4 separate regions of the Mus musculus genome follow, and all the other regions are linked to region 1. The links are chromatin contacts, called in public HiChIP or PLAC-seq and promoter capture Hi-C maps. All regions are on one chromosome and are shown on one strand. The core of a region is the stretch at or near the end of the contact, and the rest is flanking DNA. Distances in the headings are between cores, read along the strand shown.

What was found. Promoter capture Hi-C pulls out the DNA fragments that hold promoters and counts their contacts. HiChIP or PLAC-seq counts read pairs in DNA pulled down with a chosen protein or histone mark.
Region 2: a contact with region 1 is called in a promoter capture Hi-C map of liver, with 7 times the contacts expected there. The contact joins the promoter of Fabp3 here to the promoter of Mecr in region 1. A contact is called at or near these places in 4 of 39 promoter capture datasets (embryonic stem cells, hippocampal neurons and liver) and 2 of 115 datasets of contacts at active chromatin or transcription factors (astrocytes and forebrain).
Region 3: an H3K4me3 HiChIP or PLAC-seq map of stem cell-derived neural progenitor cells shows a contact between it and region 1, with 8 times the contacts expected there. The contact joins the enhancer-like site here to the promoter of Mecr in region 1. A contact is called at or near these places in 10 of 39 promoter capture datasets (the 3T3-L1 cell line, 3T3-L1-derived adipocytes, the HPC-7 cell line and 6 more), 2 of 484 Hi-C or Micro-C datasets (bone marrow-derived macrophages and embryonic fibroblasts), 7 of 115 datasets of contacts at active chromatin or transcription factors (astrocytes, embryonic forebrain, embryonic hindbrain and 4 more) and 1 of 9 other capture datasets (embryonic stem cells).
Region 4: a contact with region 1 is called in a promoter capture Hi-C map of liver, with 2.4 times the contacts expected there. The contact joins the enhancer-like site here to the promoter of Mecr in region 1. A contact is called at or near these places in 8 of 39 promoter capture datasets (3T3-L1-derived adipocytes, the C10 cell line, hematopoietic stem and progenitor cells and 4 more) and 3 of 115 datasets of contacts at active chromatin or transcription factors (embryonic forebrain, embryonic hindbrain and stem cell-derived neural progenitor cells).

The regions. Positions count from the first base shown.
Region 1 is chr4:131,840,118-131,846,229 of GRCm38.p6, forward strand. It overlaps Mecr (mitochondrial trans-2-enoyl-CoA reductase), which reads left to right and starts at 3,354. Exons shown (of 10, transcript NM_025297.2): 1 at 3,354-3,561. The coding sequence starts at 3,386.
Region 2 is chr4:130,305,881-130,312,000 of GRCm38.p6, forward strand. It overlaps Fabp3 (fatty acid binding protein 3, muscle and heart), which reads left to right and starts at 2,858. Exons shown (of 4, transcript NM_010174.2): 1 at 2,858-2,970. The coding sequence starts at 2,898. It overlaps Gm10570 (a long non-coding RNA gene), which reads right to left and starts at 1,825. Exons shown (of 4, transcript XR_868203.3): 1 at 1,743-1,825; 2 at 1,440-1,604.
Region 3 is chr4:130,826,072-130,832,605 of GRCm38.p6, forward strand. It overlaps Gm42316 (a long non-coding RNA gene), which reads right to left. Exons shown (of 3, transcript XR_881441.3): 3 at 3,737-3,795. It overlaps Sdc3 (syndecan 3), which reads left to right. Exons shown (of 5, transcript NM_011520.3): 5 at 1-247. Among named protein-coding and RNA genes, the nearest start is that of Gm42316, 6.4 kb to the right of the region's middle. Within about 2 kb of position 3,425, at least 84 of the 459 cell types and tissues checked have an H3K27ac peak or open chromatin away from gene starts, as enhancers often do. A contact at or near this core is called in forebrain and stem cell-derived neural progenitor cells, where this site is marked.
Region 4 is chr4:130,718,042-130,724,158 of GRCm38.p6, forward strand. Pum1 (pumilio RNA-binding family member 1) reads left to right here. Exons shown (of 22, transcript NM_030722.3): 4 at 113-221; 5 at 1,132-1,310. Among named protein-coding and RNA genes, the nearest start is that of Snord85, 29 kb to the right of the region's middle. Within about 2 kb of position 4,675, at least 27 of the 459 cell types and tissues checked have an H3K27ac peak or open chromatin away from gene starts, as enhancers often do. A contact at or near this core is called in liver and stem cell-derived neural progenitor cells, where this site is marked.

The sequences.
Region 1 (6,112 bases), core at 2,104-4,603:
GGAACTCATTTAAGTACAGGTCTTGGCGTCTGTAAGGCCTCCCTATTTCTTGTCTCTTCCCTCAGTTGGCTCACACTGAGAAGCTACCCTGAGGCTAGAAAAGGAAGAACTGAGCATCCCTGGTCTCCTTGGGTCCTCAAACTGCTGCTCAAGGAAGCAAAGACACAGCTCTCGAGGACCCGAGCATTAAACTGAGAGTCACCATGAGACAGAGGTAGAGGAAGGAAAAGTGATGGGCAAGACAGAAAGACATGCTGAAACAGAGAGAGATCTGGCAACCCGGAGCCGGCTGTGCGTTGGAGGGGGGGAGAACTGAAGTTTTGGGGTTTTGGTTTTTGTTTGGTTTTTGTTGTTGTTGTTTGCTCTTTTTATTAATCTCAAGTTTTGAGGTATGGACACTGAGAATCAGAGAGCATGATGTATTTGCGCAAGGTCACTCAGTCAGTCCATAAAGGTGTCAGGATTTGAACTCAAATCTGATCGGTTCCACGTTCTCTTGCTCCTTGGTCAGAGGACAGCCTCAGAGACTACGGTGAATGTGGTGTGCCAGTGTTAGCAACAGGTAAACAGAGGAAGAGAACATTGTTCCCCTTTGCTTTAAAAAGGGCCACAAACTTCAACAATCCTTGCAAGATAGAGAAAAGCCCTGGCTTGGAGTGGCTGCCCCAAATCTAGGGAGAAGGATAGGGTACCACAGTCAGTGCCAGGTCAGGAAGAAATTCAATTACCTGCAACTCATGGAATATTTATGATGCCTATCCTGTGTTAGGCCCCATATTGAGTGCTGGCATCCCGGAGATGAAATTTTGCCTGGAGGGGGAAGTGGACATATAAATAACTACAAGATAGTATCCTAAAGGCCATAACATTAGCCCAGAGAAATTACAAAGGCATTGGGGTTTGCTCAATAGAACAATATGTGAACCTGGAATTCCCCTGGAAGGTTAGACAGGAAAATTCATTTCAGTCGATCGAAACCTGAATAAAAGCGTAAGACAAGGAAGAGCTGGTGAGGGCGGAGTTGGGTGTAGTTGGGTCGCTGGCTATGTACAGTGCAAAAGATAAAGCCAGAAAGAGGGTAGGCATCAAAGTGCATATGGTCTTGAATGCAAAGCTAAGGCCAATAGGCTTAAACCCCTTCACCGGTTGTTCTCAAACTGTGTGACTGCCAGATGGCCTAGACCAAAGGGAAAGGTGAAAGGGTGTGGAGGGAGATGAAATCCAGCCTTAAGGAGGAAAACTTTCCAGCCTGATTCTCCAGACTTTCCTAGTTGGCTGCCTGGGGAGGAGGAGGAGCCAGTGGGCGGTGGGGGTGAGGGGATAAAGAGGAACATCCCAGTGTCACCTAGAGGATGCAGCAGAGGGACCTTGTGAACTTTCTGGCACAAGTATGCCTCCCTGTCACTGTGGAAATAGGTGTTCACGTGAGTGCACACCTATTGTGAGAACAGACTTTTCCCCTACTGGTAGGTATCAGATTTCTCTAATAAATGCAGTTATTGAGTCAAACCCCAGTGTTTTACAAAGTGATAGCTCTCATTTCATCCTCACACCATATTCCTGGAATCGTTTTAGAACGTTCCATATGTCAAACAGTGTGCTAAGTGGTTCAAGTGGTACTCGCTCCCTCGGTCTTCAAGACAACCTTGGGACTATTAGTCTCTTGATTATTGTTGAGCTTTTTTTGTCTTTGCCTTGTTAGAGATCAAACCCAGGACCTCACACGTGCTACCACTGAGTGTGCTCTACCACTGAGCTACCTCCCTAGCTCAGTTCCCTTCATTTTAACCATGAGGGAAACAGAGGCACAGAGAAGCCAAGTGACGAATTCAAAACCAAACATCCAGGAAATGGCAGAACCAGGATGCAAATCTAGATTTGCCTGAGTCCAGTTCCCAAAACCTTAATCTCTATGCTTTGGTGGGCTCTCCTCCTCAGAGAAAAATTTGTTTCCCACGGCAAGCTTTGGGTCAATCATCTTTGTCTTTCAAACGCTCTCTGATACTTATTTCCTGGGCTACCACATCACCGGACTCTGGGGAACGTCTAAGAATGTATACCTTTGGATCGTGTACCTCTCTCCATGTTTCTAAATCAGGAGTCCTAAAATGGAACCTCATCTGATTTCCATGCACGCAGTTTGGGAATGGAAGGACTGCCTCCTGCAGCACTTCCTTGCTCCCTTTCTTCAGCCTGCAACAGTGCACACTTGCATGTACACAAATGTTCCACGGACGGGTTATTTATGCTGATGTTTCTTTTCCACCAAAACTAAGAACCTGCGTCTTTCCAGGTTAATACCTTTTACAAAGAATTTTCATTTCCCACCCAATCTCTTTGTATGCTGTGAGCATTTTAAACGACATCTTCCTTCATGGGACCCCTCTCATAGCTGAACAGCTTGATGGTTTTACAATGTATTATCCTGTCAACCTTAACATTGTTCTAATGTTTTGTTTTTATTTTTCCTTAACATTGTTCTAATGTTTTGTTTTTATTTTTCTTCCCAAGACAGATTTTCTCTGTGTAGCCCTGACTGTCCTGGAACTCACTTTGTAGACCAGGCTGGCCTCGAACTCAGAAATCCGCCTGCCTCTGCCTCCCAAGTGCTGGGATTAAAGGCGTGCGCCACCACCACCCGGCTTCTTCTAATGTTTTATCCATTCCTCACAACCGTCTGAAATGAGGTATATCATTTTCATGGCATCAATGAGAAATAGGCTCCAAGTTGCGCTCACTTGCCCAAGCTAGGAAAGAGCTGCTAGGATTTGAGCCTGGTATTCCTGGTATGTTAACTCTGGGTAAAGAAGTCCCCAAGTCTTGGTAGAGCATGCCTCTAATCACAGCACTTGGGAAGCAGAAGCAAGCGGATCTCTGAATTTGAGGCCAGCCTGGTCTACAGAGGGACAGCCTGGAACACACAAAGAAACCTGTCTCGAAAAACTGATGATGGTGGTGATGCTGGGCTGATAAAGTCTTTGTGTTGTTCTGGGGGAACTGAAGATGAAATGATACTTTAAAAAGTCTGGCACAGTGGTATCTCAATAAAGAGTGCAAAGGGGATACTGAGGCCAGAATGTAAATGACTTCCCGGAAACACCACGCGACAAGCAGCAGTCACAGCTTTAAGCCAGTTCTGAACTCTCTTCATGGGTAGGCTGCTTTGGCTAGCTGTGCAACTTCTCCAGGTCTCTGAATACCTTACGTAGCCCACCCTCAATCCTCACACCAGTCCGGGAGAAACCCTACACCAATACCTGGGCAGAGAGCGAGCGGCCTCTTTTAAAGAAGGGGGCGCGGTCACGAGCGGGGCGGGGCTCAGGCTTGCTGTCGCGGACGAATGACGTAGTCCAGAGCGCCGGATTCTGCCAGTGCTGGAAGCAGCATGTTGGTCAGCCAGCGAGTGACAGGGGCGCGAGCCCGGGCACCTCAGCTTGCGGGTCTCCTCGAGGCTTGGTACCGCCACGGCCGGACCACATCCTCCTACTCCGCTCTCTCTGAGCCGTCACGGGTGCGGGCGCTGGTCTATGGCAACCATGGGGATCCAGCCAAGGTCGTCCAGTAAGAGTCGGCGCCGCCACCGGGGAGGGAGCTGGGGTTCCTGGAGGGTTTTGAGGCGGGCGGCGGACTGCCAGGAGAGGACAGGGTCCGAGGAAGAGGGTTCTGCTGTCCTACAGATGCCGAGACCCCAGGGCGTGCTTGCTGACCCGACACCGGTGCTTTCCGGCGGCCAAGGACCCGCGAGGCACCGGTGCCAGAGTTTACTGACCCATATTGGTTTGAAGATTGTGGCAGTCACTCCTTTGTCTCAGTGGATGCTTCCGACTATTTGTCACAGCAACAGTCTGGGGGTATTTATTGCATTTTTTTTTCAGATGAGAAAAGCGAGGCATAAGAAAGTTAAAATTAACATTTGCCCCAAGTCACCCAGCCAGTGAGAATAGAAATTTGAACATACGGTCTGACAGCCTACCTAGATTCTACACCTGTTTTTAAATAGGAGATTATTGTTTGCCTTTCACAGAGGCCGAGGGGCTTGTCTAAAATGATACGGCTAATTAGTGATTGGAATAGGTGCCGGAATTCACCTGTTTCTCATGCGAGTTCCCTTCCACCAAGCCATGTGTGCATCTTGGCCTAATTATGACGAGTTGTTTAAACCCAGCTTGATGGCATGTGCCGTTAATCCCAGCACTAGTGAGGCAGAGGCCCGCAGATCTCTGTGAGTTCAAGGCCAGTCTAGTCTACATAGTCAGTTCCAGGATAGCCAGGACTATAGAGAGAGACCCTGTCTCAAAACAAACAAGCAAAAAGGAGTTGTTTCATAATCCCAGGATGCTGAGGTAAAAGGGTTATGAGTTTGAGACCAACATGGGTTGCATAATGAGCCTTTGTCTCAAAATACACACTCACAGTAAAAATACATAAAAATTTAAAAAAAAATCTTCAAATACAGTTTAGGGGATGCGCATGGTGTGTGCCTGTAGTCCCAGCACTTGCTAAGGGAGGAAGATTGTGAATGTAATGCTAGCCTGAACTACATATTGAGACCCTGCCTCAAAAACAAACAAAAAGTGGACAAGTTGGGCTTACCAACATGCATCTTATTATTATTATTTCTTCCCTTCTTAAGGTCTCCCTGTATGGTCCCAGCTAGCCTAGAACATGTTGAGTAGCCTTGGCTGACCTGGAGTTTCTAGTGATCCTTCTACCTCTGCCACCCCCAGCCCCCAGCACTGGGGCTGAAGTTGCCTGCTTCTAATGGGGGAGGGAGCTCCTTTGGTTATATGTATGTATGTTTGTTTGTTTGAGATTGGGTCTTTGTAGCCCTGGATGGCCTGCCTCTGCCTCCTAAATGCTGGGATTAAAGGCTTGCAACTCCAAACCTACCCACCCCATCCCCCTTTTTAAACAGAGGCTGGGCTCTTAACTTCCAAGTGCTGAGATTGCAGGTGTGTTCCCCACTGTTCCTGCTCCCCTTCCTTTCTCTCCCCTCAGACAAGGTGTTCCTGTGTTGCCCAGGCTGATCTGGAATTTGTGGCCTCTCTTCCCCCCCCCCCCAGGTTCTCAAGGAATTTGAATTATTGTTGATATTCTTTTACATTGTTCTAGAGTGGGTGTGGCCAGAGGGCCCATGCCCCTGAGTTTATCCGAAGCTCCTCTCTGACTGTCAAAGCACCTAGCCGGTACATGAACCATTACAGTAATTCTGTCTGCTGTGAATCAAGGAGTTATAAAGGCACCACAGGGGAAACTTCCGGGGCTTTTTGGTGGAGTGACATTTGTTCATTCTTATCCCTGTATGGTATATTTGTGATGTGGCCCAGAGAACGAAGTGACCTTGCCAAACCCTCAGCTAAGCCAAGTTAGGGCAAAGAGCTGACTCTAGATTCCCTAATTCCCAGATTGGTGCTTTCACCTTAGCCCTACTCCAGACAACCTTAACAGCTCTTTTGACTGGTAAGATATGTGTAATTAGTTGGTAGCTCACATGCGGAAATTATGAATTAAGATCCAACAGAATTTTATAAGAGGATATTATAGACATAGAGGTTCAGAGGTTGACTAATTTGTCTAAGATCAAACATCTCATATTTGATTTTAAGAGAGGGAGGGAGGGAGGGAGGGAGGGAGAGAGAGAGAGAGAGAGAGAGAGAGAGAGAGAGCGCGCTAGCTCTCAGGAGTCAGTTCTCTCCTGCCGTCTTTAGCGAACAGGTGATGGAGCTCAGGTATCAGGTCTGGGCATCAGTACCTCCGACTGCTGAGCTGACCCATCAGCCATAAGTTGTATTTTGCTCATAGGGAATCAATCATGTCAGGATAGACACTTCCCTGGAGATTTTGCTGCAGTGAGGTGATAAAGTCCTTATGAGCAGGCCTCCATTTTCAGAAATGAACTCAAACTGAGAGCAGTGAGGTGGTGCTCCCAAAGGCTCATCATTTGTGTCCCTCGCCAGCCTGCTGCAAAGCACCTGCTCCTGTCATGTTAGCCGAACCCAAAGCTCATTTCGTTAAGAAGGTCACCTTTTATTGCATTCTCCCAAGGTGATAAGGAAGGCTTGGGTGGTTAAACAGCTGTGTGCAGTGGCCTCCTGATTGGTTTCCTGTTAGA
Region 2 (6,120 bases), core at 1,608-4,107, 1.5 Mb before region 1:
CTACTTCCTCGGGGATAGAATTAAAGAGGTTAAAGGTTTTGTTCTTTTTCTTGCCTACTTTATTTTTGAAACAGGGCTTCTCACTGAACTTAGGAGCCTGCCATTTCTGCTACATGGACTTACCAGCAAGCACCCTTACCCAGGATCCACCTGTCTGTGTGCCCTGTTCAGTGCTGAGGTTACAGCATGAACAACCATACCTGGTTTTTATGTGGGTGCTGAATGTGTGCATGGTAAGCACCTTACCCCACTGAGCTATCTTATCTCCTTTCAGTGGCTATTCTTGAAAGCAAACTGGCTAGGTGATGGTGCACGCCTTTAATCCCAGCATTTGGGAGGCAGAGGCCAGCCTGGTCTACAGAGTGAGTTCCAGGATAGCCAGGGTTGCATAGAGAGACCCAGTCTTAGGGAGAAGGAAAAGGAGGAGGAGGAGGAGGAGGAGGGGGAGGGGGAGGGGGAGGGGGAGGAGGAAGAAGAAGAAGAAGAAGGGAGAGGAGGAAGAAAAGAAAGAAGATCAGGGCCAGGTGATGGTGCATGACTTTAATCCCAGCACTCAGGAGGCAGAGGCCAGTAGATCTCTGAGTTTGAGGCTATCCTGGTCCACATAGTAAGTTCCAGGGTAGCCAGGGCTAAATAAAGAGATTCTGTCAAAAAAAAAAAAAAACAAAAACAAAAAAAACAAAACCAGAGTTTTTAATGTATTTTCTCTAATGATTTCCAAATATCTCCCATTTCAAAGATGAAACTGATTCCAAGTGACTTAAGTGAACTGCTCAAGACCACATGGCATGGCTAGTATAGCTGTGATCGGGTCTAGAACACAGATCTTTTTGCCAGCAGCTGTCCGCCAGCCCCAGATCTCCAGCACTACATTCCACACTCCATGTAAGCAGACTGCTCTGGTCCCTGGGTCTCAGGCCTCTCAGGCTTTGAGAGAAGAGGCTCCTTGCCTAAAGCCTGTGACCTTGAATCAGAAACCATCCCATGCCCTCCCTCCCTTGGCACCTGCTCTATCGCTGAGGTCACCAGGGCTCCAGGCCCAGCCCTGAGGCCCGTCCCTGTAGCTTTGGCAGAATTGGACCTCTCAGCCTTTTGGCAACTAGACTCTCCAAAGGAATCAAGACAGGGGTGAGAGGACTTTTCCTCACTGGCCTCCTTCCCAGAACAGCCCATGGGTGGGAGAAAGGAACTTCCACGGGGACAGAGGCCCAGGAAGGAGGCCTCACCACACTGCAGGTATACTGGTCAGGCTCCAGAGCTCTGGTAACCGTTCCGGAATGACTACCCTGCACAACCTTCTAGAGGCCAAAGTTCTGTGCTTACCACTCCGTCCCGTGTAGAGAGCTCAGAAATTCATTTATGTCCCTCTTCCTCTGAATCCCCAAGTCAGGACAGGTCCCTCCTAGAGTCACTCCCAGAGGGAGTACTTTAGCCTGTACCTTGATCCATGTGGACTTCTCCAAAGCAGGGCCCGCACAAACCAGGAGCTTACTTTGAGAGAGTATCTTGCCTTGGCTCAGACTGGCCCCCAACTCAGGAATCTCTTGCCTCCAGGTGCAGGTGCCGTATTAACTGTTGGCTCAAGCCAGAGCAGCGGCACACAGCTGTAACCCAGGAGACAGAGGCAGGAGAATCTTTAGTTCAAGGTCAACCCCTGCTACACATTGAGATGCTGACTTGGTAATAATTAAACAGAAACTGCTGAACTAAGGAATAGGCTCCACTGAGGTTCCCTTACTCACCTGTAAAAAGGGGATGATACCACCTACCAACGAAAAAGTTGAGTGTGACCATGCCCTGAAGTAGGCTACAACCATCAATAGTCGGGTCTTATTTAATAACGTACTTTAAGGTGACAAGCAGTCTAGTGGCAGAAGTCAGGGGAAAAAACTGACTTCAGCAGAGGGTCGCGGCTTTCCGGGAGTTAAGGTGGCCGAGGCCGGAAGAACCCTCTGAATAGACAAATTGTCTTCGCGGAGTGAAGAACGACCCTGGCACAAGCTCAGAGGTCAGTAAATAAAGCCTGAAGCGCTTTCAGGCAGCGGCGACGGGTGGGACTGCGGAGAAAGGCGCAGGCGGGAGACATTCCGCAGGGAGGGGCTAGCACGTGTGGGGCTAGCATGAGGGAAGCAAGGTCACGTTCTCCGCCAGCAGGTGAGGCGCTGGGCAGCTCAGCCATCCGCGGTGTCCAAGGCAACTCTTTTCCACTTGTCTGGTAGGAGCAAGAGGGCTCAAAGGCCACTAGACCATGCTCTCTGTCCAGGCTCCAATTCTTTTTTACTTACGGCGACCGCGTCATTCCTCTCCGAGCCTCTGAGCCTCTTCTACAAGAAGAGGACATAGGACCGTTGAGATGGGTTTTTGGGTAAAGGCCCTTGCTGTCAAGCCTTGACAACCCCAGTTTGATACGTGGGACCCACACGGTGGAAGCAGAGAAGGGACTCCCGCGAGTTACAACGAACGCCCCAGTCTCCCACCCCTTCCCCATAAGTACGCCTACACGAGCATACACAATATAAGAATAAAACCACAGCGAATTAAAAAACAAGGCGGCAGAAGGATCAAGCGGCGTTTCTCCAGCGTGGCACCAGCTCAAGGGCGAGTTTCCTTTCAGTATGGCCGGGGGATGCTCTACTTGGGTTGCGGGAAGCGCCCCGCAGCCAGGCCAGGGATGGGTTAGATGGCACCAACAGGACCGCGGGCGCCGCTGACGTAGGCGACGGGAGGGCTGTGGGGGATGGGCCCCAGCCCTTTGCGGGAGTGCAAGCCCCGGCTTCCTATTTCGGGAGCGAGGGGTGTGGGCCACTTTCATCATGTGATGCGAGGGCTATTTAAAGAGGCTGTCCAGCCGGGAGCTGCGGTTCTCAGTGCCTGCTCGCCTCCTCACTCATCGCACCATGGCGGACGCCTTTGTCGGTACCTGGAAGCTAGTGGACAGCAAGAATTTTGATGACTACATGAAGTCACTCGGTGAGCGAACGAACGGCGCAGGATCTAGGGTCAGGAGGGCCGGCAAGGCGGTCTTGGCGCTGAGCTCCCAGGGGGAGTGCCCCCATGTGCCTCCCGCAAGCTCCTAGCCAGTCCAGACAGGGAATACTGAGGTGCGGAGGGTGGCCTGGGCTGAAGCCACTCCACTCCACCCCACCCCACCCCGGCCTCCTGGGAGGGGGGTGTCGCGGTCCAAGCTTGGCGAGCCTCGTAGCTGGAGGGGAAGGGTAGAGGCAGCTGTGGCCGCAGAGGTCCGGGATGGGAGGCTTTCTAGGAAGCAGTGTAGGTGATCCGGAGGTGGAAAGGGGAGGGAAAGAAGGGCGGGAGGCTGGCCGCAGGAGAAGGCAAAGAGGAGCATGGTGGTCCAGAAATTGAATTCCGAAAGGGAATAGAGCAGATAGGAGTGTACAGAGCCTGGAGGAAGACTAAAGAAAATCAGTGAATTCCATCTGGGAAGAGGTGAAGATACAGCCAGGCAGTCAGCAACAAGCCCTACCCCTCCATGTTGGGGTAGTGAAGAGGCCTCTCTCTGGAAGATGCCCTGGTTCTCACCAGCCTGACCTTCACCTACAGTGTGTGCAGCCACCCCTGGGATCAGTCGGAGACGCTGCTGCTAGAGCAGGGCAAGACGACCACTACACATAGGCTTCCCGGCCGCACCAGTCGGCCACCGGATCAGTGCTGGGGATAGGGTGAAGAAAGCCTGGGATCGAGCAGAGGGTGTCAGAAGAAAGGTGAAGAGCTATGAAGGGAGAGTGTGGCTTGGGGCTGGGGAAATTGTGTGGTGTGGGCGGTGACACAACGCCTTTAACCAGCACTCTGGGAAGCAGAGGCAGGTGAATCTCCCGAGTTCTAGGCCTGGTCTATACAGAGAGAATTCCAGGACAGCCAGGACTACACAGAGAAACCATGTCTTGAAAAAAAAAAGAAAGGAAGAGTCCCATGATTTACTTAATAGGAAGACAGCTTGGGACACATGAGCTCATCGCCTCATAGGAAAGCCCAGGATTTCTTTTTGAAGACTGAACTAGAGCCTTGTGCATGCCCCCTACTGCTGAGTTATACTCCCCACTCACACACACACACACACACACCCTCTTTTTACTCTGTGTAACAGGTTCTCACTAACTTCCCCAGGTTGGCTTTGATCTTGTAACCTGCCATCTCGGCCTTCCAAATAGTTGAGAACCCAGAACTACCTAGAGTTCTTCCCATTTCAACAGTGGGGAATGTCACATGAACCACTTATCCAAGACGGCCCCAGCCCTTCCTTTCTTGCCTTGAGCTTAGATAAAGACCTCTACCTGCGGAGTCCCTGGCTATATCATCCTGGTCTAGGAGGCTGGGGCAGGGAAAACAGGACTGTGTCATGCCTGAGCTAGCTTCCACTCCGTCTTCCCCGGGAAGGAGGGCTGGAATCGGACATGTTGAGGGATGTGTGTAGTTGCCTCTCACCTACTTCCAGCTCTTCTCTGAAACAGGCCCACAAAGCAATTTGTCCTTTTGGTTTGGGGAATGGAACCCAAGGCCCTTTGCCCGTGCTAAGCAAGCACTGCGACTGCTGAACCACATCTCCAGACAGGGCTCCCACCGGCACCTACCCTACCCTGAGGCTCTCCAGGAAGGCAGCTGGTCTTGTCTTTTAAGACAGGGTTTTACTGTGTATCCCTGGCTCTCCTGGAACTCCCTAAGGAGACCAGGTCCTGTTGTCTCTGCCTCTCCCGCACTGGGGTTAGAGGTATGAGCCCACACCCAGCTAGTTGGCTGTCAAGTTAGGGAGTACTAGATTACCTGGGCTTAGTTCTGTTTCACTGAGCTGCCGCTGCCTTCCTAGACTTCTTTTTGCCTCAGGGCATGTTGTCTTCAGGCCATTGTTCTGTGGGTGCTGAACCCAGCTTTAGTCAGGGGACTGAAATTCTATTTAGCCTAAAAATATCGACAGGCTGAAGGCCAGTAAAGTCTAGATGCACCCCAGCTTCCAGCAGTAACTGGCTTCACTGGCACCCTACACCTACCTGTAGGTGGGTCCTGGGAAAACAGCTTGGTTCACTGCTGAAGCCCAACTCACACAGATACCAGTAGGCAAAGCCAAGCCTCTCACTTCTTGCTGTGTAGCCAAAGCTCCTGACTTATCCTATAGAACCAAAGGTTCTTAGGACAAAGCAGCCCAGCCTAGTTTAAGTGACTTCAAGCACAGATGGTGGCTTGAAGGGTAGAGTATGTTATTCCAAGAATGATATAGTGAGACTAAAAGAGAGTTTGGGAATCTATGTCACTAAACTCGGATTATTTATTTACTTAGCCTTTTTGAGACAGGGTTTCACTATAGCCCATACTCTGGAGCTACGCAGCCCAAGCTGGCCTTGAATTCTCGGCATTTCCCCTGCTCCAGTCCCCTGCCTCTTGAGTGAGATTCTAGGGGAGTCACCATGCTTGGCCCGTTTGACTTTGGCTAAGACAGCACCGTGTCTCAGCCTCGTTTGTAAATGGAAACTATAAAGCTTAGGTTTAGGGCTGTCCCAAGGATACTTGGCCACCACTTAGAGCTTGTGCAGTGTGCACAGCTTGCAGCAGATGCACAATACCATAGCCTTATATTGGGCTGCCTCCTGCCACATCGCTGAGGATGGCTCAGAGTGTGCTGGGGCCAGACGACAGGTAGTCAACCATGGAAGATTCCAGGAAAGCTACTAACCCAAAGCACCAAAGGCTTGACCCAAGGGGTCTGTGAACTTTACCTGCTTGAGGGACACCTGGGACCTTGCCTAGGACTCAGATCCAATGATTATGTCAGGAGTCTCCCCAGGGACTTCCAAGTCATGCAGTTGTCGCTACTTTTTTCAGCCCTCTACGTCTGTGGTAGACAAGACTCCTTTGTATCTCTAACCAGGAGGCTTTGAAACTGACGCTGCCATACAGACGGCAGAGAGCACTGCTGTCTCAGTTTTCTGGGTGGAAATGGGAGACGACCCTTGTCCAGGGGACTCTAGAAGGCAGTTGACGATCTCTTGGTTCTTCAGTCCTGTTCTGTGTGTTCAGGAGACTAGAAGCCAGCGGGTACCCAGCTCTGGAGCGACACAGTGCTTAGCAGCTTCCATCTGAATTGTGACCCTGTTCACATCTACAAAATCT
Region 3 (6,534 bases), core at 2,175-4,674, 1.0 Mb before region 1:
TAACCTGTTTATTAACCAACCCTGTCCTGAGTTCATGGCCAAAACTTAAATAAGAGAAGGAGGAGAGGGTCAGATGGATAAAGATAAAGATACCAAGGCCTGGTCCATCCTTACCATGGGCGCTCGTACACCCCTGGCTTGGGAAGGACAGGGCTTGCTTTGTTTTGTTTTCTGTTAGTTTTTGTTTTTTAACATTTCCCTGTGCTGTGCCCATTTATAAGAGGAAATAAAATTAAGCTGAAAGATGTCGTGTGGTGGCCCACGTGTGATATGAGTAGGGGACTGGCTTGGGAGGGACAGCCCACACTCACCTTGCGTCCCAGCCACGGTCCCTCTGGGGAGATGGAGAATGACCCAGGGCAATAGGACAGCATCCACACGGGAACCTTGAGGTAACCGTGGTTGGTTGAAAGAGGTGAAATGGTGTATATGACTGTCTTAGTCAGGGTTTCTATTCCTGCACAAAACATCATGACCAAGAAGCAAGCTGGGAAGGAAAGGGTTTATTCAGCTTACATTTCCACATTGCTGTTCATCATCAAAGGAAGTCAGAACTGGAACTCACACAGGTCAGGAAGCAGGAGCTGATGCAGAGGCCATGGAGGGATGTTACTTACTGGCTTGCTTCCCCTGGCTTGCTCAGCCTGCTCTCTTATAGAACCCAAGACTACCAGCCCAGGGATGGCACCACCCACAAGGGTCCCTCCCTGCTTGATCACTAATTGAGAAAATGCCCCACAGCTGGATCTCATGGAGGCACTTCCCCAACTGAAGCTCCTTTCTCTGTGATAACTCCAGCCTGTGTCCAGTTGACACACAAAACCAGCCAGTCCAATGACTGTGTGCAGTTGGGCAGGGGCTTGCTGTTCATCCCCTCAGGGAGACTCCAGCTTCAGGCTGCAAAGAGAATCTTGCCCTAAAGGATATAGGAACTGGAGCCATGCACGAGGAGAGACTGTGCCCTTGGGGTCTGATATGTTCATTCTTGTTGGGTTTTGGTTTTGGTTTTTGGAGACAGGTCTCTCTGTGTAGCATTGGCTGTCCTGGAACTCACTCTGTAGACCAGGCTGGCTTTGAACACAGAGATCCCCCTGCCTCTGCCTCCCGAATGCTAGGGTTAAAGGCGTGTGCCACTAGTACTCGGCTGATGTGTTTATTCTTGTGTCCAGGTGGTGGCTTTTCCCAGCCTCAGGTTCTGGGCCTGGGTGCTCCAAATCTGATTCCCCCAACTGCACAGGGGGATGATCACGTGTCCCCTGTGGAGGGGGAAAGGGCTCCGTGAGGAACTCAGCATGGTGTTTTTGAAGACAGCATTGGGACAAGAGCAGGACCCGGAGACCTCACGTTTCTGTGGCCTGGATCACTCAGTGCGGGTGGGGCAAGGCTCCTCCTGGCTTCTCTGGGCACCAGAGCCAGGGAGCCCACTCAGTGCCTGTCCTAGGCTCTTCCCATCCGATGAAGGCTGCTGTGACACATTAGCTATTGTTCCTGCTCCTCTAGGGACACACAGAGGGCTGTTTGCCCCCAAGGCAGGGGATAGAGGGCAGGCATGGATGTCACAGTCACAGTCTGTCCTGCTCCCATGGGAACCTCCTCATGGTTCATGAGTATCCCCTTAGAAAATGGGGCACCATTTCTGGTAGGTTGGGTCCTGAAGCCTGGCCACCTAGAGATGCTCTGGCCCCTCTCTCCTGCCTCCCTCCCCACACTTCACTCTTTTCACTGAAGGTTCTCTAATGTCTCCTCTGCGCCTGGCCTGTGCTTGGACCTGGGAGCCAGGAGGGGCTGGGGAGATGGGTCAGCGGATAAAGCACTCCGTCACACAAGTGTGAGGACCGTGGTTCGAACCCTAGGAACTCATAAAGCCAGGTGTGGTAGCTCTTGTGTGTAGTCTCCACATTTATACAATGGAATGCACAGAGATGGAAGTCTCTGGATTCTTGCAGGTGAGCTAGCCTGGGATACTTAGTAGTGAACAAGGCACCCTGCCAAGCAAGACAAGGCAAGGAATACCACCTGTGGCATGACACATGCATGCCTGCACGCATGTGCACGCAGGCACGTGGGCACACACACACTCACTCACTCACTCACTCACTTACTCATTCACGTATACATGCATGCACATGAACACACACACCATAGTCAGTCAGACTGTGGGGCCACTAGTCTGGCAGGGAGTTTTTTTCTTCTCAGCTGTTGCCTCTGGGCTCCAAACCTCCCCACTGTGTGGTAATTCTGAGGCCCCCCAGGGCCTCAATGAGGGGGGGTTCAGATGGCTTGTTTCCAGGAGGCTCCATCAACTGCCTGGGTACTTTCTGCTGCGCGTTTGAGCAGCAAACACTTTATTCTCCGCGTGGTAGAGTAGCAGGCTCAGTCTTGGAGCAGCTGTGTGTGCTTGTGCATGCTATTGCCCCTCTCTGAGCCCAGCGTCCCTATATGTGCACAGAGGACCTGCAGTGTGAGGGTCTTTGCAGAGCAGGCTCTGCCGTGACTTCGTGCTGTGAGTGAGATGCTTCAACTCCAGCGGTTCCACCGGGAAAGTGGAGACCATAGAGGTTGCCTGGTACGCACAGTGGCACAGTGCTAAGAACCATGTTAGGTGTGGAGAAGACACTGGGTAAGTGGGGGCTATTATTGTTGTTGCTGTTATTGTGATGGCGATGATGATGGTGATGATGGTGACGATTTAATAGCTTTTTAGGTAGTCTAGGGTAGCCTACAACTTGTGACAATCCTCCTCCCTCAGACTCCCAAGTAATGAGATCACTGCAGATCTCCTCTTGGCTAGGCCTGGCATACTGCCTACTGAGTGAATAAATGACCTGAACCTGGGCACGGATCACGTGACTTATTGCTGACGTAGGACAGACCCTGACTTGGGCCACGAGAGCCAACCCTCATCTGGAGCAGCACTCTTGTGAGGAGCTGGGGGCCTCCCCTCTGGGCCTCGGGATGAGAGGGGGAAGAATGGCTGTTTGTTTCTGTAAGTCCAAGAGGTCACAGAGGCCAGCCCGAGCCTCCTTGGGAACAGAGTGTGCTCTGCTTCCGGAGGCCACCCACCTTGTTCTGCTGGGCTGAGGGTGGGCTGGCGGCCATTAGAGGGTCCAGACTGCTTTCGCTAGATCCTGAGCCCCATCTCCCTCTGGAAGGAAGGAGGCCAGGCCTGCTGTGGGAACGGGGTGGAGAAGAGGGATCTGTTGGCAGAGGAGGCTGGGCCAGGCTCCCTGGTATGGCTGTACTCATGCACACTCTGTCCTTGCGGAGTGCATTTGCAGGTGGAGAAACTGAGGCTCCAAGGATGCAAAGCCCTACAGCTGAGAGGGTGCAGGGCACCCAGGCCAGAGCCCAGTCTCTCTCCTCCTCCCCCATCTCCTCCCTCCAGCCAGCAGCTGCGGAGCCACAGGAGCGGTAGGTGTGATCCAGAGACTGGAAAAAACAACAACAACATGTGACATCACGGGGGCGGGGCTTCCCCCGTCAGTGCCTCTCCCACAGGCGCTGTGCTTAGTTCTTACACAGACTCAGCACCCTCATCTCATAGCCAACATTGGCTTCATCAGCAAAACCCAAGCTATGAAACGTTCCATCAAATGGTCCACTGCCTTCAATAAATCATTTGTTTTATTTAGAGAGAAAGGGACTTAGGATATATAGAAAATGTACACAGATGTATCCAATGCATATTTACTAGAACAAAGGTAGACAGCATTTCTGAGGATGGACACCTGAAGCTGACCTCTGACCTCCACACGTAGTCCATCTATGGACACAGCACGCTCACATGCAGATATACTAAAGACAAAGAAAACGAAAAACAACTTTCTGAGATGAGATCCTGCCGTGGTACCCAGACTGGTCCTGAATTCTGAGCTCAAGCGATCCTCCTGCCTCAGCTTCCTGTACCTTGGACCATACGTGTGCACCCACCTAAAGACTAGAAACAAGATTAAAAGATGTGGTGGCCAAATACTGTAGAAACTTGATATAGATCCTGTTTCAAATAAATCATATTTAAAAGTGACAGTTATGACACAGGTGGAAGTCTGAGCTCACTGGAGTCTAGATAGCCTGAGTTTGTATTTAATTAATTTGCTGTGACAGTCTCCTGAAGCCCAGGCTAGCCTCAACCTTCCTAGTAGCCCAGAATGACCTTGAACTTTTGATCCTCCTGCCTCCACTAGCCAAGCATGGAGCACCACACCAGGTTAGTATGGAGTTGGGGATCTAACCCAGGGCTTCATGTGTGCTAGGCCAGCACTGCGCACAGAGCCACAGCCCAACCCCACTCTCTTTAATATTTAGAACATTTTCAGCCAGGTAGTGGTGGTGCACACATTTAGTCCCAGCACTCGGGAGGCAGAGGCAGGCAGATTTCTGAGTTCGAGGCCAGCCTGTTCTACAGAGTGAGTTCCAAGACAGCCAGGGCTACACAGAGAAACCCTGTCTTAGGAAAAAAAACAAAACAAAAACAAACATTTCCATCATTTGCTTTTTCTTTTTCCTTCCCTTCCCTCTCCCCTTCCTTCCTTCTTTTATTTGTTATGGTGGTCGTGTGTGTGTGTATGCATGTATGTGTGTGTGAATGCAAGTATGTGTATGTGAGTGCATGTATGTGTGTGAATGCATGTATGTGTGTGAATGCATGTATATGTGCTTGCCTGTGCATGTGGATGTAGAGGCCAGAGGGTTGCTATTGGGCATCTTCCTCCATTGCTTTCCCTCATTGTTTAAAAATTTTATTGTGTTTATGCATTGTGTGTGTTTGTGTGTATATGTGGGCGCACTCGTGCCTTGGTTCACATGTAGAGGTTAGGTGACAACTTGTGAGAGCTTGCTCTCTTGTTCTACTGTGTCAGTACTGAGGACTGATCTTGGGTTGTCAAGTTTGGTAGCAGGGACCTTTACCTGCTGAGCCATCCTGCCAGCTTTTCCTTCTTTATCTTTCAAGACTCTATCATGTATGTATGTATGTATGTATCTATGTCTATGTATATATCTATGTATCTGTCATGTGTGTACATATCTGTATATGCCTATGTTTCTTTGAATGTATGTATCTATCATGTATGTGTGTATGTATCTATATTTGTCTATGTATCTATATAACTATCTATAATGTGTGTGTCAATCATGTATATATGTATATATATATCTACCATATATATGTATCTATTTATTTATCATATATGTATTTATCATGTTTGTTTGTATGTCTGTATTATGTATGTGTGTGTCATCTATCTTTTTTCTCTCTCCTTCCCTCTCTCACTGAACCTGGAACTTGCCATCTCAGTTAGACCAGCTGGTCACTGAGCTCTGGAGATCCGCCTGTCTCTCCTCTCTTCTCCCACTCAGCGCTGCAGCTACAGATGTGAACTTGGCTTTTTGTGTGAGTACTGGGCATCCAAACTCAAGTCCTGATGCTTGTGTGGTGACTTTGCTGTCTGAACCATCTTGCTAACCTTACTTTCATAATTTTTATAACACACACACACACACACACACACACACACACACACACACACATTTCATATAGTACTAGGGCTTGAACCTAAGGCCTTGGGCAAACTCTGCTAACTGAGCTACACCTCAGCTCTGTGTTTGTATTTTTGTCCATAAGATGGTTCTGTTTTTCTACAGAGGACAAACTAGCTCCTAAGGGCTGTGGGGAACTGGAGGGGGACCTGTCCCAGTAGAGGCAAAGCTGTGCGCCCTCTGTCCGTGCTGCTACCTCCCAGAGTCATGCTGCTCTCAACCGTATACCATCCATTTCCAGTCGGTCAGCACCTCCAGGTAAGAGAAGCAACTTTCGAGCTGGCCTCTGACAACAGGGAAGCACACGGAACCTCTCAGATAGCCACAGCTTCAGAGACCCCTTCCCACAGAATCATGAGAAGGAACCTTCCCAAGGAGTGGTGGGCTGAGCCCCGCTCAGTTCCTGGGGACTCCCGACCCTGGCTTCTGGGATGACGGCACCGTCTTTGAAGGATGTGTGATTTGTGTCTTTTCCTCAGCCCAATGCCAAGGCCCTACCTCTATACTCCCATCATGCCTTGCTGTAAATATTGCTGCTCGCCCTCATCAGCCAAATGTGATATAAGAAGGGAGCATGGACTAGCAGACACAGGTCCTTCCTGACTGTCTATGGGGTGGGGGAGTGGGGTCATCCCATATCCTGCTACCCTTAGCCTTGGCTTCATCCCCTATATAGAACATTATGCCTCTTACTAGACATAGACAGTCCAAGCATCTGTTAGTGTTGGGCAATTAGAATAGTGCCTCTGGCAGATGTTAAATGAGTTCATATGTTAGATGGTTCTTTTTTTTTTTTTTTTTTGACATAGGTCACTATGCTAGCCTTACATTACCAGGTAGCCCAGACTAGCAACCTCCTGTCTCCTGCATGCTGGCATGACAGAGGTGCACTACCATGCCTCGATCTCTTTTCGTTTTTCTTTTTGAGACAGGGTTTCTCTGTGTAGTCCTGGCTGTCCTAAAACTCTTTAGACCAGGCTGGCCTCAAATTCAGAG
Region 4 (6,117 bases), core at 3,425-5,924, 1.1 Mb before region 1:
GACCCTCAGGGTCTTTGAACATCTTCAGTACTCTTGTCTAAAGAAAGTGTTGACTGCTGTACTCTCATCCTTTATGAATTCTTTAAAAGCATCTATTATTTTTAATTTGCAGCAGCTCTTGCCAGGTAAAAAGTTTTGGGAAACAGATGAATCCAGCAAAGATGGACCAAAAGGAATATTCCTGGGTGATCAATGGCGAGACAGTGCCTGGGGAACATCAGGTAATCTAGCTCTAGCCTCTCTACTGTGATTTATGCCTGTCTTAGAGCTCCCTTCCTCAGCACTTGGCCAAGTCATGAATTTCAGATCAGTGGCAGAAGCACGCCGAGCAAATGTCCTGTCCTATAGTAGTATAATTGCCACTAAGGAGCTTAGATGATGTAGTATATTAAAAATAATTACACAAAATCAAATCTTCAATATTTTCTCAAGTGCTAGTCAAAGAAGAAGGGACTCATTTGAAGTGATCATGATTTTAGCTGCGTTTCCCTCTGTGCTGCTGTCAGCTTGCCTGGAATTGGAAAATCCAAACCCATACTTTGAACTTCATTATTCTTTTTTTCTTTTTCTCTTGATGTTTTATGCTATATATGCCGTAGTTATCTTTAAATGTGCCTGAGGTCAAATGAACTCACCCGGCACAGACACTCTTGTGATAGACTGCCACTGAAGAGGGTTGGGGAGAGCTGGTAGAGGCAGAGACACCAACAGCAGAAAGAAGCCACAGCTTCTAGGGATGGGGAAAACAGAAAACCCAACACTGGATAAACTGTATTCAGGACGGTGCAAACTGGAGTCCTCAGAACGATTTGTTGTCCCCCCCCCAAAAAAAAGATAAGGAAAAAAAGAACAAAAGAATTTCTGCAATTCGAAAGAGGTGACCATTGACTTTTCTACTTAGCAATGTGATCGGCTGTACTCCCTTGCTCTCCTAGATATAGGAGGGGTATGTTCTGTGTCCTTAGCCTATGTAGAATACCAGTGCTTATTGAAAGACCCAAGGGGAGACCTTGGCTCAGCTGACCATGGTGGGTCTCCTGATTCCCAGACATTGGTTTATCACGAGACATCACTCATAATTTGTTTGGGCTTCTGGCTGCACTGTGTCACACTTGTGTATCTTTTTTGTAGATCATTCAGTTTCCCAGCCAATCATGGTGCAGAGAAGACCTGGTCAGAGTTTCCATGTGAACAGTGAGGTCAATTCTGTACTGTCCCCACGGTCGGAGAGTGGGGGACTAGGCGTTAGCATGGTGGAGTATGTGTTGAGCTCATCCCCGGGCGACTCCTGTCTAAGAAAAGGAGGATTTGTAAGTTGGCTTGAGGAACTTGTTCCTGTCTCTTTCTTCCCCTTTCCCCCAAAGCAAATGTGCCTGTTGAGTTTCCTAGGTGCTCGCAGTGTTAGAGGGTGTTTTAGAACACTCCCATTGTAGCATACATGGAGCTCACCAAGCATGACAGGACAGGCAAACTGCACTTCAAAGATGGAAAAGTCAGGGCTTGGGTTTCTGTGGGCGGCAGGGGGGCGGAGGGCCAGGTGAGGGAAGCACTACAATCAAAGCCTCAGTTAATGAGTTAACAAGAAGGCATTCTTCACTAAAACAAAGCTCAAGAGAGAAGGACAAGTTGGGTATCTGCATGAGGTGCTGTCTTAGAGGAGTGATTGCCCGGCCACTACCTCAGAACCTTACAGAGGACAAGGCATGTGGCTCAGTCTTGGTTTTTGCAGGCTAGATGTGAATTTTATGGTGGCCGCAATTGAGCAGCTTTGTTTCCTATGCCTATGCTGTTGGGGAGCTTGCTTTTTTTTTTTTTTTGTTTTGTTTTGTTTTGTTTTGTTTTGTCTTTGTTTTCTGGTTTGGTTTTAATTCATTGCCACTAACCCCACATATAAATTCTGGCTGAATGGCAGCCAAAGCAGTCTCCTTGCCTACTGCCTCTTGCTGCTGAATCTTAGCATTCTTTCTGAAGCTTTGTCACCGCCTTTCTTGAAGCACATTCTCTATATTATCAGCTTTATAGATAAAGGAATCTTGGGAAATATATCTACTTGAATCTCCTTTTGTATTCTCTGGCTGATGTATGTTGCAGCTATCTGCCTGCCTTTCATGCCTAACTTGGTTTGTTCTGTACCCTTTTAGTCCTTTTCCCGGATGTCGTTGTGGCCTAAAAGAACCCGGTGGCAAATGTTTGAGATACCTTCTTCCCCCTTATCATCATACACTTGGTTTCACCTACACATGCGCTTCTTTATGTGCTGCATTTGTTACCTAGGCGCTACCCTTCTGTCTCCGAAAACTGTTTGGTTACAGTAGTCGGTGTTAGCCTGCTCTCTCTGTGTATTAATATTAAGCATGTTCTTGAGGGCTAGCCTTGTCAGAGCTGACCGGAATGCTTCTGGATCTTTTGACTTAGTTCAGACATAATGGCCTGTAAATCAAAAGGGAACTGCTTTTGTGCTCTTCTCATGGGGCTTCTTTGGGGCAGACAAGATTTATACTTTGGTTATGAGGAATGGGAGCAAGCCAAAGGATTGCTGTTTGCCTGTCTTCTCAAGAGAGCAGTGGAATTCTATTTTCTTCCTTCTTCACACTTTTATTTGATTTCTTAAGAGAAAGTACTGCCTTATAAATACTGCCTCCACTTTAAGTTATTTGCTAGAGAAAAACTAGTGTGCTTCATTAATGAGTTGCTGGTATGGTGGCCAGGAGCCTTGATAACAATGGCTGTGAATTCTCTGACCAGTTTCTAGTTTGTTGACATTAGGCACAGGCACACATCTGGACTACTGTGAAGGTTGTAGGAGGCAGAAAAGTAATTTGAATTAAAAGGAGATAAAACAGAAGAATTGGGATTATTACTGTCACTTTTAGGACAGTTTTTATGATAAAGCCCTGCCCAAGGAGAGTCCCATACTTAGTTGTTTTGGGAAATGTGATTTTTAGATCTTCATTGTATTGAGCCTCAGGCCAGATGTTTCTTTAGGAAGCAGGACTCCTACAGTCAGATGGTTAAGTCTCAGTATCTTCTTTCTTAAGAGGATATCCGTGGAGAATAAAATGTTATTCAATAGTTTGACGTCTGTGCCATCTGTAGGTTGATAGAAGAATACTGATGGATGTTAAGCCAGGGTGTTGGCAGGTGCTTTTGGCTGATGAAGGCCTGCCAGTCAGAAAACTGCTGGTCAGCACTGGTGGTGTGTTCTGCTGATGTTAACCTGGGCTTGCTCTGCTGCTGGTCTTGCTTTACTGCAGTTAGGATGTCACACAGAGAAAACTGTGTTTATGGGAAATCTGAATCACTCTAGTTCCCATGATATGCATGCAACATTGGGAAAGGGGGGCTGTCCCAGTCATTCTTTTAAAAACAAAAGAAGGTCAATGTTAAGTTTGGAGAACAAGGACAGCGAGCCATCTGTGTCTAGTAGGGCAGCTGGGTCTTTAGTCTAGTAAGCTGAGTGGCCAGTGATTATATTTGTGGCACAGTGATTATATAGAACTCACAGCAGGTACACAGAAGTTCTTGGATGTGACAGCTGGCAGTCCAGATGTTAACTCTTTAAGTGAAGGTGTCTCATGAGGAAGCAGTAGTTTTATATTGTCATTGGGATTTCCTTGACACAGCTTGAATAATAGGATTTAGCTCTTGGCCTTCCCTTCCCATGCTTCCCTGAGTTCCTTTTGGTGCTATAAACACTTCAGGAGTTTTGGTTTGAAATCAGGATTACTTTTAGGAGGTGGGGCCTGGTACTTTATGCCAGAGAGAGAGATCAGATGATCCCTGTCAGTTCCAGGCCAGCCAGTGCTTTACAGAACCTGCCACAAACTAATTAGCTGACTTACTCTGAGGTCCAGCAGACGACTCTGTTCTCACCCTTACAGTGAGGTGACCCAGCTAGCTAACCCAGCATGTGCTTCCCCAGCTGTTAGAGTACCAGATTTTGGAATAATGTGAGAAAACTTGAGTCCAAGAGTTAAGTCTTTTTCCCCTTTTAGCTTTTATTTTATTTGTTCTGGAATAAGATACTTCTCTCCCCATCTCCTAGATTCAGAGGTAGTTACAAAATCACATATTTTGAAAGCTCATGGGTGACATTGCCTATCTAAGGGCTCTGCTCTTGGTTCCCTAATTGTCTTCAAATAGTTATTAAGAACAGTGGGTCATGAGTGCTACTTTCTGGTTTATCCACTGCAAATATTGGACCAGTGACAACTACTCTAGCTTTGCAGGGTTGTTGGTAGATCTCCCCATGTTGTGTCAAGTTCCTGCTTTCTGACCTGGAGGATACATACGTGTAGCTATTCATTTGGATCATAACTATTTGGCTTGGAAGGCTAGTATTACAATTGATTTTTGTGAAACTTGGGATATTGCATTACATAGAGAAGCCAGGGCTGTGAGTCCCAACTGGATTTTTTTATTGTATAGTAGGAATAATTACTATTCAAGGAAGTATCATAATATTGTAACAAAGTATATTGATACTCAGTTGTGCACTGATAACAGTAGCATCATTCTGGGGCATAGGATTCTTAGGCCATACCATAATAGGCCTTTCTGAACTAAATCCTGCTTTTGTTGTTTTAAAGACAGGGTTGTCACTGTGTAGCTGTGGCTGGCCTCAAACTCCCAATCTTGTTGCCTCAGCTTCCTGAGTGCTAGGCAGGCAAAAGCTTACCTACCGCATTTGCATTTGTAACATGAGCCTTTCCCTGCCCCCATGATTCACAAGTGTGCTGCACTGCTAGAGTCTCCTTGGAAGAGTAGATTATTAGGGTGCAGTGCCTTTAGATTATGGCTATCTCCACAACTGAAACCACATGCTGGAGTCTGCAATATCAGGCTTATTAAACAAAACCAAACTCTTTTTGAGGGTTTTCTAATAAAATCAAACACCACTTCTTGCCTCTAAGATAGATTTCTTTTTTTACTCTTAAATATCACTGCAGGTGCCCACTGCTCTTCCCTTTCTGCACAGCAGGACTGGGTGATTGTGACCAGGCCTGTGTTGGCGATGCTTCACAGTATGCTTCTCTTAGCTCTTGCTCCTTCCTGCTGAAATGAGTGCCAGTTCAGCTGGGCCCTTGACATCCTTGTACTACTCTTACTTAGAGGTGCATAGCATGATAGTACCCCAGAGTAGGCGAAGTGTATAATGGCTGCATCTTTTCATACTAAGGTCTTCTAAAAACAAGTTTTGGTTTTGTTTTGTTTTTTATTTCTTTTGAAGATATTGTAATTTTAAGGATTGCCTCATTTAATCGTTGGAACAACCCATAGTTATGGCAGATTAATTTATAGATGAGAAAAAAGGCTCGGAGGCAAAGTTGGGGTCTTACATTCAAGCTTTGTTTCTATTTCAGTTTTGCCTGGGATGGCTTTTGCTCTGCTATGTTGGCTTTTGAGGTTGTTCCATAAGGCTAGCAGCTGCAGATTTTTTTCTCATTTTTCTATTCCTGTCAGAGATGTGAACTGTTATACTTTGAAAAAATTTCAGGGGTATGTTGTGTGAAACAAGTATACACAAGACCTAGCGTGGTCAGCATCATCTTGTTTGTTTTTATGCAGCTAGGCTCACACAGAATTGCCTGTTTGATGCAGATGGAAGACAGCCTCTGATCTCACTGAACGGATCTTTTGCCATGGGAAGTGTTTTTGGTTGTACAAGAGAAATGTTTGGAGTTATCCTGCTTTATGGTTGGTTGTCCTGAGGAGGCTGAGCCGTCAGGCCGACTCTGCTCTGTGGTTCTTACCATGTCTGCTTGGTTCCTGGCTCTTCCTGCGGCTAGCAGCGGTGATGTTTTGTTTGCTGTGAGGAATGTGATAGGGCCTGGATATTCTAGTGGTTTCCAGGCTTCTGCAAGTTTGTTTACTAGTTTTGTTTATTTGCATTACTGTTTTTTTCTTCTTTTGAAGAAATTGTAACTTTAAGAATTGACTCATTTGATTGTTGTAACAACCCATAATTATGGCAGATTAATTTATAGATGAGAAAAAAAGGCTTGGAGGCAAAGTTGGGCTCTTGCATTCAAGCTTTGTTTGCATTTTCTCCAGTTTTCCCCGGGATGGCTTTTGCTCTGCTATGTGGTCTCTAATGTTTGAGGTTGTGCTCATCAG